4 separate regions of the Sus scrofa genome follow, and regions 2, 3 and 4 are each linked to region 1. Evidence: chromatin contacts called from public HiChIP or PLAC-seq data. All regions are on one chromosome and are shown on one strand. The core of a region is the stretch at or near the end of the contact, and the rest is flanking DNA. Distances in the headings are between cores, read along the strand shown. Region 1 has its middle 85 kb from the start of TMEM164. Region 2 overlaps TMEM164 (transmembrane protein 164). Region 3 overlaps TMEM164 (transmembrane protein 164). Region 4 overlaps TMEM164 (transmembrane protein 164).

Region 1 (2,700 bases), core at 41-2,540:
TAGGCTGTTTCAGGGAAGGGGCGGGGATTCCTCAGAATCAGGCCACCGGCCACTTTTTGCCCTTTTATGGTCCGCCTTGGAACTGTGATGAGGCCTGCGGGCCTGTCATTTAGCTAATGTGCTACCCTGAGTGCACAACATGTGAGCTCAAGGTCTCCTGGAAGTTGAATCTTCTGCCATCTTGGGCGTAATCAATTCTAAGCAGTTGATGTCGTGTTCTCAACAGCACTGTCATTCTTTTAAAGGTCGTGCCCTGCCCCTTCCCTCCTGTCTCCCTATTTCATAATTCAGATGGCTATGTGCTCTCTAGTTGGCTGCAAAGACTAGTGCACCACACCCACTAGATTGATTTCACTTACTTACCTGGCTCCTGTAGTCACTAGGTCTTTGTCCCCATCTCTGACCCCTACACCAAGGGCGCAAGCCGCTCTTAGACATAGGCAGGGCTTGTGGCTGCCAGCACTGATCAGCGAGACAGGTTGCCAACAGAAAGCCCCTATGCCTCAAAAATAGCTTTCTGGCCTGTCCGAAATTCACACTATCAGTCACTTTTGCGGTTAAAGAACCTAGGGTTCCCCTTTCAAAATGAAAACGTGTTAACGTGGGAGGGGCACCCCGTTATGTGGGTTTCCAGGAACCTGAAGGGGAGCAGGTCTGCAGCAGCAGGACTTGGGCAGGGATTTTGGATTGCCACCACTGTTCGGGTTACTTAGCAAAAGGGCGAAAGCGACGGAGAGAATGGGACAGAGACTAAGTCCACTCTGCTGAGAGGAGGCCAAGAAGCAGTGCTGGAGGAGCATGAGGGCACGCCCGGGGTGAGAGGCGCTGGTGGTCCTGCAGGTGGAGGAGGGATGGGAGTGCTGGAAAGTGTCCGCCTCTTGTGGCCAGCAAGCCCCGCAGAGAAAGAACGAATTCGTTCTTTCGAAAAGATGGCTTAGCTGCATGGAATTCACAGGTGGTGTGAGGGCTGGAGCTCTATAAACAGATCCTCTTGCAGTTACCAGAGGCTATTTTTTGATCCTTGCAACATCATATGCCAGGCAGACAGTGCCCCTGTTGGAAAGCAGAGTCAAGAGACACAGCAATGGGTAGCTCCCCTAGGGAGAGGGCTTTCTGTTGGTTTTTTCCGTTCCGGCACACTCTGCACTGCCCCTTCGCCATCCCCCTTCTGCAAGCCTGGCGTTTACTAGCAGCATCCCCTCCCCCACTCCCTGGAGCTCTGTGTGGTCTGTGGAAAGTCGGGTTGGATCCAGCAGCCAGGCAGCTGCCCAGACTAGCCCATCCACCACTCCCCGCCCTGCTTCTCCAGACACCAGCTGGATTCCAGGACTCTCCTGCTCCCATTGCCTCTTGGCCCTTGCTCGCAGGCAGCCTTCTTGCTTCTCTGACCTGGCTCTGCTTTCAGGGCTTCAATTAGAATGGAGTTCCCGTCGTGGCGCAGTGGTTAACGAATCCGACTAGGAACCATGAGGTTGCGGGTTCGGTCCCTGCCCTTGCTCAGTGGGTTAACCATCCGGCGTTGCCGTGAGCTGTGGTGTAGGTTGCAGATGTGGCTCGGATCCCGCGTGGCTGTGGCTCTGGCGTAGGCCAGTGGCTACAGCTCTGATTCGACCCCTAGCCTGGGAACCTCCATATGCCGCGGGAGCGGCCCAAAGAAATAGCAAAAAGACAAAAAAAAAAAAAAAAAAAAAGGGCTCAGGGAGTTCCTATTGTGGCTCAGCGGGTTAAGAATCTGACTAGCAATCTGACTAGCAACCTTAAGGACACGGGTTCGAATCCCTGGCCTCACTTCGTGGGTTAAGGATCTGGCGTTGCCCTGAGCTGTGGCGTAGGCCGGCAGCTGCAGCTCTGATTCAACCCCTAGCCTGGGAACTTCCATATGCCAAGGGTGCAGCCTTAAAAAGAAAGAAAGGGAGTTCCCGTCGTGGCTCAGTGGTTAACGAATCCAACTAAGAATCATGAGGTTGTGGGTTCGATCCCTGGCTTCACTCAGTGGGGTAAGGATCCGGCGTTGCCGTGAGCTGTAGTGTAGGTCGCAGATGCGGCTCGGATCCCGCGTTGCTATGGCTGTGGCGTAGGCTGGCGTCTACAGCTCCAAATAGACCCCTAGCCTGGGAACCTCCATATGCTGCAGGTGCAGCCCTAGATAAGCCAGAAAAAAGAAAAAAAAAGGGGGGGAAGAAAGAAAGGAAAGAATGGGCTTGGCAGTTCAGGGAAAAGGCAGTTTTGAACACATGGGGAGCAGAGTGGCCAGAGTTGGGGAGGGGATTGTTATTTTGGTGTTTCGGGAGCACCAAGCAGAGGTCTGTGCCGTCTGCCTGGCAAATGGGGAGGCAGTGGGAAAAAAGAGGTGAGCGGATGCAGGTGGGAGGAAGGGAAGGAAAAGTCAGGGGAAGGATGATGCCTGCCTTAATATCTGACTCCAGCTCTTCCCCTCTCACTGACCTCCACCTCTGGCCATGTCCCCTGTGCCTCTTGGGGAGTCCCACAGCTCCCCCCACCACCTCCACTTGTACAACACTGTTCAGGGAGGGGCTCTTGCCTCCAACTTGCCTCCTACTACCTGGGCACAGGCTGCATCATGCTGATTTACAGATTAGTCAGATGAGCACTTAACACCCACCTTCCCTCAGCCTTGGCAGCTTACATTTCCATGAGAGTGACAGGAAGGGCAGAAATACTTATTACCTACTTTATGTT
Region 2 (2,700 bases), core at 98-2,597, 210 kb after region 1:
GCTGTGGTGTAGGTCGCACACATGGCTCGAATCTGATGTTGCTGTGGCTGACAGCTGTAGCTCCGATTTGACCCCTAGCCTGAGAATCTCCATTTGCCATGGGTGTGGCCCTGAAAAAAAAAGAAAAAAAAAAAAAAGAAGAAAGGAAAGCCCCAAGTAACTTAGGCAGTCATGGGCTTAAAGCTCCACCTTGTGGGGACTGGTGCCTGAGCAGCCCTGCGTCTGCATTTGAGGTCTGGCAACCAGACGCAGCCTCCTCCTCCTGGGTTGCCATTCGAATCGTCCCCCTGCCTCTGGGGCGGCCTTGCTCTCTGCTGCCTGTTCCAGCCATCGGCTGACAGCTTTTTAATAAAAATTGAACCCAAAGGGGGAATGATAAGGAATCTGATTTTAACCCAAAGTGAGAGAACACCAGATGTTTTATTCTGTCTGAATTTTCGAGGAAGGAAAAGCAATTAGCAGCTGCTACTGATTTAGCAACAGACACCTGCTAAATGAAAATCTGTAAAACCGGTCAGGCTTGGCACCAGAAGCGTGTGCACTGCTCCTCAGGCATTTCTGGGAATTGTAAATTATGTTCGCCTGAAATAGGTGGGGATGGGGGTGGGGTCAGGGGTGGTGTTCTAAAGAAAGGGAACATGTCCATATAGGCCAAGGAGTTTGTTTTTCTAAGATGACAGCCACTTAGAGATGGCTGTTTGGAGGGTGAATGAAGAGGAAGAGAAGATGGTGAATTTTTCAGAAGCTGCCTGGTCCTTCCCTGCTTCTGATCTGACTCATAGGCTGCCTGGTTGGGCTGACAGAAGGGTAGAGGGAATGCTGCTCCCCCCACCCTGCTGATCCAGAGCCCCCCACCCCCACCCCAACAGCACCACGGGCAGTGAGTCTTAGAACAGGAGGAACCTTCAACTCAGGACTCACAGCAGCTCCTGCTCTGTGACAGGTATAGACTCTTGGCTCCAGGAGCCATCAGGACATCTTCAGCTGAGAATGAGGTTGATCCATGGCTTTCTGATTTCCAGAATGCATTTCCAAGTAGATGTTAACTACTGCTCTCCAGTTCCACTTTCTCAAGGCACATTGAAACACAACCAATGGAAACAGGAATTGATGAGGAAGGCTTTAGGGGGGTGTGTGTGTGAAGAATGTGAGGACACAAGGTTCTCGAGAAAGTGGGTATTCAAGACGTGACTGATGAGAAAGAAGGCCGATTTGTAGGTGATCTAGACAGTGTTGAAAGAATGGGGCCCCTCCCATTTGGGCCTCAGACCACATTCACGGTAGGTAACTGCTATTTCCCAGTCTCCAAACTGGGCCAGAGATCAGCTGCAACTTGGGCCAAAGGGAAGGGCCCTGTTCTCTTTCCAGCTTTGAGCAAAAGGATGGCGACTTGCCCTATGGAGCAGGGGCTGGTGAGGGTTGCTGCTGGCCGATGCAGGGACAGAGCTGTCCATGAGAAAATGCCATCTGGAACTTTATCCTGGCAGGGTGTTTTAGTGTGGTTAAAGATTAAACTCACTTCCAAGGTGGAATCAAGGGATTCTTTTTCCTTTAACTTGAGTAGGCCCTTAGGCAAGAACAGTCCTTCCAGAGGTGTTTAAATTTTACTTCCCCTTCCCTATGGTACCAGTGCCAGCAGGGAAAAAGGAACAGGGAGACCAGGGTAGCAGGAGAGCAAGGCTCTCCACGCTCCAGCCAGAATGTGGGGGAGCCTTCTCTGGTCAGGGGATAGACAGCGTTCCCATCAATCGGCTCCAATACGTGGAATACCCACAGCACAAATCAAATACCTGTCCTGTGACAGCAGGCTGCCCTAGAGAGAGAATCCAGGGACCCTGTCTATGATGGCTTATGCTGGGTGCACTCATGCCTCTTAGGAAAGCAGCCAGGCATTTCTGGACTCAGCCCTGTGTGAGCCCGTCATCCATTGATGTGCTAAAAGTACATTCCTAAAAACCCAGTATACTTTTTTTTTTTTGGTCTTTTTAGGGCTGCACCTGCAGCATATGCAGGGTCCCAGGAGAGGGGTAGAACTGGAGGTGGAGCTGCAGGCCTGTACCACAGCCACAGCAACACAGGATCCAAGCTGCATTTGTGACCTACGCCTCAGCTCATGGCAACGCCGGATCTTTAACCCACTGAGCGAGGCCAGGTATCAAACCCACATCCTCATGGATACTGGTTGGTTTCATTACCCCTGGGCCACAACGGGAACTCCACCAGTACACTCTTCATTCAAACCAGCTTGTGTGTCAAAATTCAGATGACTTCTCAGCACAGAATTACTCATTTTCCTTCAGAACCTAAGACCCATAGGCCTCAACTAATTGGAGGAATGCTTTTGATCCCTGGTGACCAAAGGGACGTGTCCCATCCCAAGGTGGTATTTGCTTGGTGGGCCCAGGCCTTGCATGAGGAGTTTGTTTCTCCAGGGACCCTGTTCATGAGGGGCATTGGGCAGGGTGTGAGCCTCCACTCGTCCCACACAGAAGAGCCTGCTTCTTAGCATAGATGTGACTGTGTGACTGCTGGGTGTCACTTGGTCTGTTGTAAACTCCCGGTTGGAACATTTTTTTGTCCTTCAGTCTAGCCTTTTTGGGGGATTTATTGGATATTTCCTTATTGTTCTACTTTCCCTTTACTGGTTTAGACATTATACACACTATTTCAGTTACTGTTTTTTTTTTTTGTTGTTGTTGT
Region 3 (2,700 bases), core at 185-2,684, 230 kb after region 1:
GGCCACTGTGTGATGTGGGGCCCGGGGCCACAGTGGGGGCAGAGCAGGCTGTGAGGGTGGGGATCGGGTAAACTGGGCCGGACTGGGCCCGGCCCCCAGGTGGAGGACGTTTGGGATCCTGCTGTGGCTAATGTGCTTCTTTACCACGCGCTTGTTAGCGCCGGCTCCTCTCCACTGCGCAGCTCCCGCGCGCAGCTCCTCTGCGCATCTCCACTGCGCAGCTCCCAGGTGTCTGGCCTTTGCCAGAGGGAAGGAGCGGGCGGTGGGTGGCGGAGCGTGTAGGTTACGAGGATAAACTCCAGAGCTGGACTGCCTGGAGTTTGCAGCCTGGTTCTGTCACTGATGTGCCCTTGGGTGAGTTAGCCATCTTCTGTGTGCCTCCATTTCTCACCTCTAAAATGGAGTTCGTGGGAACATGGTGCCAAAACCGGGGTGGAGAGGTTAAGCGACTTACCCGAGGGCACGGGGCTATTTAGCCTCAGAGTCAAATCTAGGGCAGGGATTTGCCAAACTCCAAAGTCCGTGCTTGAGGCCGCAATGCTGAACTGCCTCCCTGGCCGCACACATGGGGGACTTTGCTTTCCAGGAGGGTGGTGGGGAGGGGAGAAGCGTGTGGGGCAAAAGCGGCTGGAGTCTGAGAGTTCAGCAAAGGTAGTGGGGGCCTGGCTGGGATCGGGTCAGTGTGCCCGCGGCCCGGTTCTCTGCTCCCTGCTGTAGGAATGCAGCCTGGGTGCCCAGGCTCCCATTCAGGGAGCGGTCGAGCCCCTTAGGTACCTGAAGATTCGCAATATAGGCACAGAGCTGGGCCTTCCTGAAACGTTGCCTCCTTTCTGTGTCAAGTCATTTCCCCTGCCGCCACCCCCGCCTTTCCTCATCTCTCAAATGGGGATAATGATACTTTACCTGCCCACCTCCTGGGGTTTTCCAGAGGACCGAGGAGATCATGGATGTGGGGACGTTAGAAAAAGCATAAAGCAGCACCCAGATTTCAGCTAGTGGAGTGATCCCAGACCCCATCACCGTGAGGTCTCCAAAGTTACCTGGTGCGGGTCATGTCCACGTGGTCTACGGAGACGCGTGGACCCTCATTTCTTGTTCTTGGTTTTGCTCTTTCTTTCCGTGAGCATAAAATCATGGTCGAGCATCAGCTGGGGCCGTGGGAAATTTTCCTTCTGCGTGAGTTTCTGTTTTCAAGCTCCAGAGCAGGTGACTCTGGCCCGGGTCTGCGGTCATCCAGGCTCCCATGGCTGGGAGCTCCGCAGTCTTTTGGTTTCAGTTCTGTGCTCACCCTGGAGGGCCCAGGGAAGCAGCTGATCCTTGCCCTGGGTGTCCTTGTCACTCTGGGCTTCCCTTTGGGGAATGTGTGTGTGTGTGTAGGGCTGTGTAAGCCTCGGATGCCAGGCCTCTTGCCAGCTGCTGCAGTTCTTTTCCTGGAATTGAGTTGGCCTCCCAGCTGTTTCCACTCTACCCGCTGCCAAGCATTACGGCGCGGTCCCCATGCCAGGTTGAAAGCACGCTCTGCTTTGGTAATTTCGAGCTTCCATTTTGAGAGAGATGGGAAACACCAGTGAATGAGTGGGCGTGTTGGTGGAAGGAGGGTGGGGAAGTTCTTTTTGGCAAGCCGTCCCAGAATTGGCCCAGGCGCTTGGTCTTCACCCAAAAGTAGGGCTAACCCTGGCCTGACCCCAAGTATCCAGTGGCGAAACTCTTTATTCTTGGATCTAGAACTAACCAGACCTAGCAGTCAACTTTTTAAAAAAAATCTGAAAAATGGGGATAATAAATCCTACCCCATATAAATCCTAGCCCATATATTGTTCCTGTCAGGCGAGACATAAGCTTTTAAAGTAGTCCCGTCACCAGGAGCAGGAAGCAGTGTGAGGTTGTGTTTCCTCAAGCACATTCTGCAGAACATACACAGAAGTGCTATGTTTTACAGAGGCGCTGGCTAAGTTTGGGAAACAGTAGATAAACCTTTTCTTCTTTTTTTTTTTTCCGGGTCACAGGGTGCGGGGGCATGACGTAGGATGTAGGATTCCCAGACTAGGGATTGAACCCAGGCCATAACAGTGAAAGCACCGAGTCCTAACTGCTAGACCACCAGGGAACTCCTCTAGATAAGAAATGTTAAGCAGCCTTCTTGTAGAGACAACATAGGTCCTTAATATGCCGCTGATATACATGGTGGCCGGTCTCCAAGGGGATGAAACATTTGTTACATTTTTAACCAAACTTTCTGGGTGGAGCATTTTTCAAGTCCTATCTCCCAAAATACACTTTGGGAGATGCTGGCCTGGGCCATAGGTGTATTTCATTTGTTTTTGTCTAATGATGAGGGGAGTTGAACTAGCTGAAGCACACGGGGTCGAGCGAGGGCATTCACCTTGAGAATCTATTGAAACAAGTGCTTCCTGCTCTGAAACACCTCTCTCCCTCCTGTCCTTGCAGCTCCCCTTTGAATTGGAGATTTACTACATCCAGCATGTTATGCTCTACGTGGTGCCCATCTATCTGCTTTGGAAAGGAGGTAAGGCCCGCAAAGCCCGCCCGGGTGCCACCCCCACACCTAGCCGCTCCCTTCTGCTTGGGGGGCCCACAACCTCTTGGGTGCCTATCAGGACCTTAAGGGGCTGCCAGGCTGGGTCTCTGCAGCACGTTTGATGCCAGACACCAGGCAGTGGGGCAGTGGGCCTGGATGAG
Region 4 (2,700 bases), core at 173-2,672, 150 kb after region 1:
CTTTGCCATGATGGGAAGTCCTCATATTCTTTTCCATTATAGTTTATTAAAAGTATTGAATATGGTTCCCTGTGGTCTTCAATAGGTCCTTATTTATTTTATATACAGTAGTTTGTAAAAACTTTGTGTTTTAAAATGATTTTTGATTTACAGAAGAGTTGTAAAGATAGTACGGAGAATTTCTGCGTACCCTTCCTTCAACTTCTAATGTCTACGTCTTGTATAACCATGGTAAAATTCCTAAAACTGAGAAATTAGCATGGGTACTTGAACTAATAGACTTTATTCTGAATTCACGAGTTTTTCCACAAATGTCCTTTGTCTATTCCAGGATCCCACATTGCATTTGTTGTTATGTCCTCGTAGTCTTCTCCATCCGTGACAATTCCTCAGGCTCCATCTTTCATTTTCTTGTTAATATCGAAGAGTGCTGGTCAGTTAGTTTGTAAAATACTCCTTCTTTAAACCTGTTTGACTTTTTTCATGATTGCATTTGGGTAATTTGGGCAAGTGATGCTGTCCCCTTCTTGGTGCATCATATCAGGGGTACATGATGATATGCATTATGACTGGTGACCTTAACCTTGGGCATTTGGTTAAGGTGGTGCCTGTCAGATTTCTCCACCATAAAGTTGTTGTTTTCCCTTTGTAATTGACAAATACTCTCCATGCAACAATGCTATTCTTTTCACTACTCGTCAGCATCTATCACCGGTTCTGTCCTATAGCAAGTATTGCCACAGCACTGCCTAGTGTTTCCCGCATGCCTTCTTTTGCCTTCATCAGTTGGAATTCTGTTGGAAGAGCTGTCCCTTATCTCCCAATTTTTGAGGGAACAGTTAGGGAAGAGGTTAAGGAAAGAAAATGGCAAGTTGAGATTTAGGCATGTCAGGTCGGAGACACCTGCGTGACATCCAGATGGAAACACCCAGAAAGCATTTGTTACCTACCTTGAAACAACGGTTGAGTTTAAGACCTTGGAGGCAAGTACTATTATTCTTTTCCATTTAGAATGTAGAAACTCAAGTTCAGGGTGAACATCTGAGACATAGCGGGAAATACAGCGTTGTTGAGGGCCTTCCTTGATTGCCCTACAAACAACGGTGGACTTTTTCAGTGACTCACCAATGCTGATTTAAGATTCATCAGGAGGGAACAATTGATAATCAGATGCTAGCTCTCAGTCTATTATAGCACTATGTGCAACCATAGGGAGCCATTTAATATCCCAAATTAAATAAAACCTGAGTACCTAATGAGTTGTACGGGCCATTGGCAAAAAAAAAAAAAAAAAAAAAAAAAAAAAAAAAAAAAAGAGGGGTGTTACCTGGATTTATTGGAGAAGGCTCTGTTGGGGAGATAGAACTTGCTATGGGCCTGGATGCAATTTGAGAGGCGAACAGAAAGGACATCCAGGAAGGACGATACTATGCATAGCTCGTACTTGGGTTATTCCTTACAATGTGCCAGGCACTGAACTAAGTGCTTCAAACCTTCAGTCCTCGCATCCACAATATGAGTTAGTACTAATGTAATCCCCATTTGACAGATGAGGAAACTGAGCCTCAGGTGTTTAGAATACTCTCCTTGTAGGCAGCTGCACCTGGGAAGCCAAGTAATATACTAGCACATTTATTATGCAGACATGGAAATAGAACAAGTGCAGGCAGAGGAATTGGAAGTTTGGTATGAGCCCTTGCTGGTACAGCTCACAGTAGGGATGACGTTTTCTTTCAAGAGCAGAATAATTATAGCTGCTATGTATTGCGTGCTAGCTATGTGCTAGACATTGTGCCAAGGACTTTGCTTGCTTTATCTCATTTGATCCTCTCCAAAGCCTCGTGAGACATAGGCACTATTTTTATTCCTATTTTCGAGGTGAAGATTCCGACAATCTCATGTCCGAGGTTACTGTGCTGGTGAGTGGCAGAGCCAGCATGTGGTCTAAAATCTGTCTTAACTCTAAAGTCTATCAGCTTACCCACTTAGCGATGCTACCTGTCCTGCTTCCATCTTAATAGGGATGAATTTGGCAATGGGACCAGAAAACTTGATGTTCATAAGCTAGGGTTCTCTGGTCCCTGGGTGGTGCTTAGATGTGGATACTGCCAAATATATACGCCTTTGTTACTGTCCTTATTCTATTCCTCAATGATCGGCCAACCTCATTCTTTGGGTATAATTCAGGCAGGTTACAGTCTGGTCTTTCAGGTCTGGGGACATTCTGGATTTGAAATGAATTTGCAATCTTTTAAATCCATTGTATGTTGATTTCGAAGCCTAAGAAATTTCTTAGTAGGTACTCTAATTTCCCTTTCATCTAAATTCATGAGAGAAGGCTCCTTATATTGACAAGAATAGTCATTTCTCAGAAAGAGATAAACAGAAGGAATTAATGAGAGGATATAGGAAATGGTGCTTTCTTTTGTAATTTGAAGAGTAAATATGAGGTAGCCTAAAGAAGACAGATGAGAAGCCCATTCTGGAAGCATGAGTATGATTAGCAATGATAAAATTTCTTGATATTAGAGATTTACAATTTTAAAATATTAGGAGTTCCCGTCATGGCTCAGTGGTTAACGAATCTGACTAGGAACCATGAGGTTGCAGGTTTGGTCCCTGGCCTCACTCAGTGGGTTAAGGATCCAGCGTTGCCATGAGCTGTGGTGTAGGTCACAGACGTGGCTCGGATCTGGCATT

Evidence for each region. HiChIP or PLAC-seq counts read pairs in DNA pulled down with a chosen protein or histone mark.
Region 2: an H3K27ac HiChIP or PLAC-seq map of skeletal muscle shows a contact between it and region 1. The contact joins two enhancer-like sites. A contact is called at or near these places in 13 of 47 Hi-C or Micro-C datasets (alveolar macrophages, embryonic fibroblasts, epiblast stem cells and 8 more) and 1 of 2 datasets of contacts at active chromatin or transcription factors (skeletal muscle).
Region 3: a contact with region 1 is called in an H3K27ac HiChIP or PLAC-seq map of skeletal muscle, with 5 times the contacts expected there. The contact joins two enhancer-like sites. A contact is called at or near these places in 8 of 47 Hi-C or Micro-C datasets (embryonic fibroblasts, epiblast stem cells, fibroblasts and 3 more) and 2 of 2 datasets of contacts at active chromatin or transcription factors (alveolar macrophages and skeletal muscle).
Region 4: an H3K27ac HiChIP or PLAC-seq map of skeletal muscle shows a contact between it and region 1, with 3 times the contacts expected there. The contact joins two enhancer-like sites. A contact is called at or near these places in 1 of 47 Hi-C or Micro-C datasets (skeletal muscle) and 1 of 2 datasets of contacts at active chromatin or transcription factors (skeletal muscle).

The regions. Positions count from the first base shown.
Region 1 is chrX:90,019,046-90,021,745 of Sscrofa11.1, forward strand. No RefSeq gene overlaps it. Among named protein-coding and RNA genes, the nearest start is that of TMEM164, 85 kb to the right of the region's middle. Within about 2 kb of position 1,291, at least 7 of the 83 cell types and tissues checked have an H3K27ac peak or open chromatin away from gene starts, as enhancers often do. A contact at or near this core is called in skeletal muscle, where this site is marked.
Region 2 is chrX:90,233,049-90,235,748 of Sscrofa11.1, forward strand. All of the region lies in intron 3 of TMEM164 (transmembrane protein 164), which reads left to right. Among named protein-coding and RNA genes, the nearest start is that of MIR652, 68 kb to the left of the region's middle. Within about 2 kb of position 1,348, at least 8 of the 83 cell types and tissues checked have an H3K27ac peak or open chromatin away from gene starts, as enhancers often do. A contact at or near this core is called in skeletal muscle, where this site is marked.
Region 3 is chrX:90,251,462-90,254,161 of Sscrofa11.1, forward strand. It overlaps TMEM164 (transmembrane protein 164), which reads left to right. Exons shown (of 6, transcript XM_021080004.1): 4 at 2,449-2,527. Among named protein-coding and RNA genes, the nearest start is that of MIR652, 86 kb to the left of the region's middle. Within about 2 kb of position 1,435, at least 7 of the 83 cell types and tissues checked have an H3K27ac peak or open chromatin away from gene starts, as enhancers often do. A contact at or near this core is called in skeletal muscle, where this site is marked.
Region 4 is chrX:90,170,324-90,173,023 of Sscrofa11.1, forward strand. All of the region lies in intron 1 of TMEM164 (transmembrane protein 164), which reads left to right. Among named protein-coding and RNA genes, the nearest start is that of MIR652, 5.1 kb to the left of the region's middle. Within about 2 kb of position 1,423, at least 1 of the 83 cell types and tissues checked has an H3K27ac peak or open chromatin away from gene starts, as enhancers often do. A contact at or near this core is called in skeletal muscle, where this site is marked.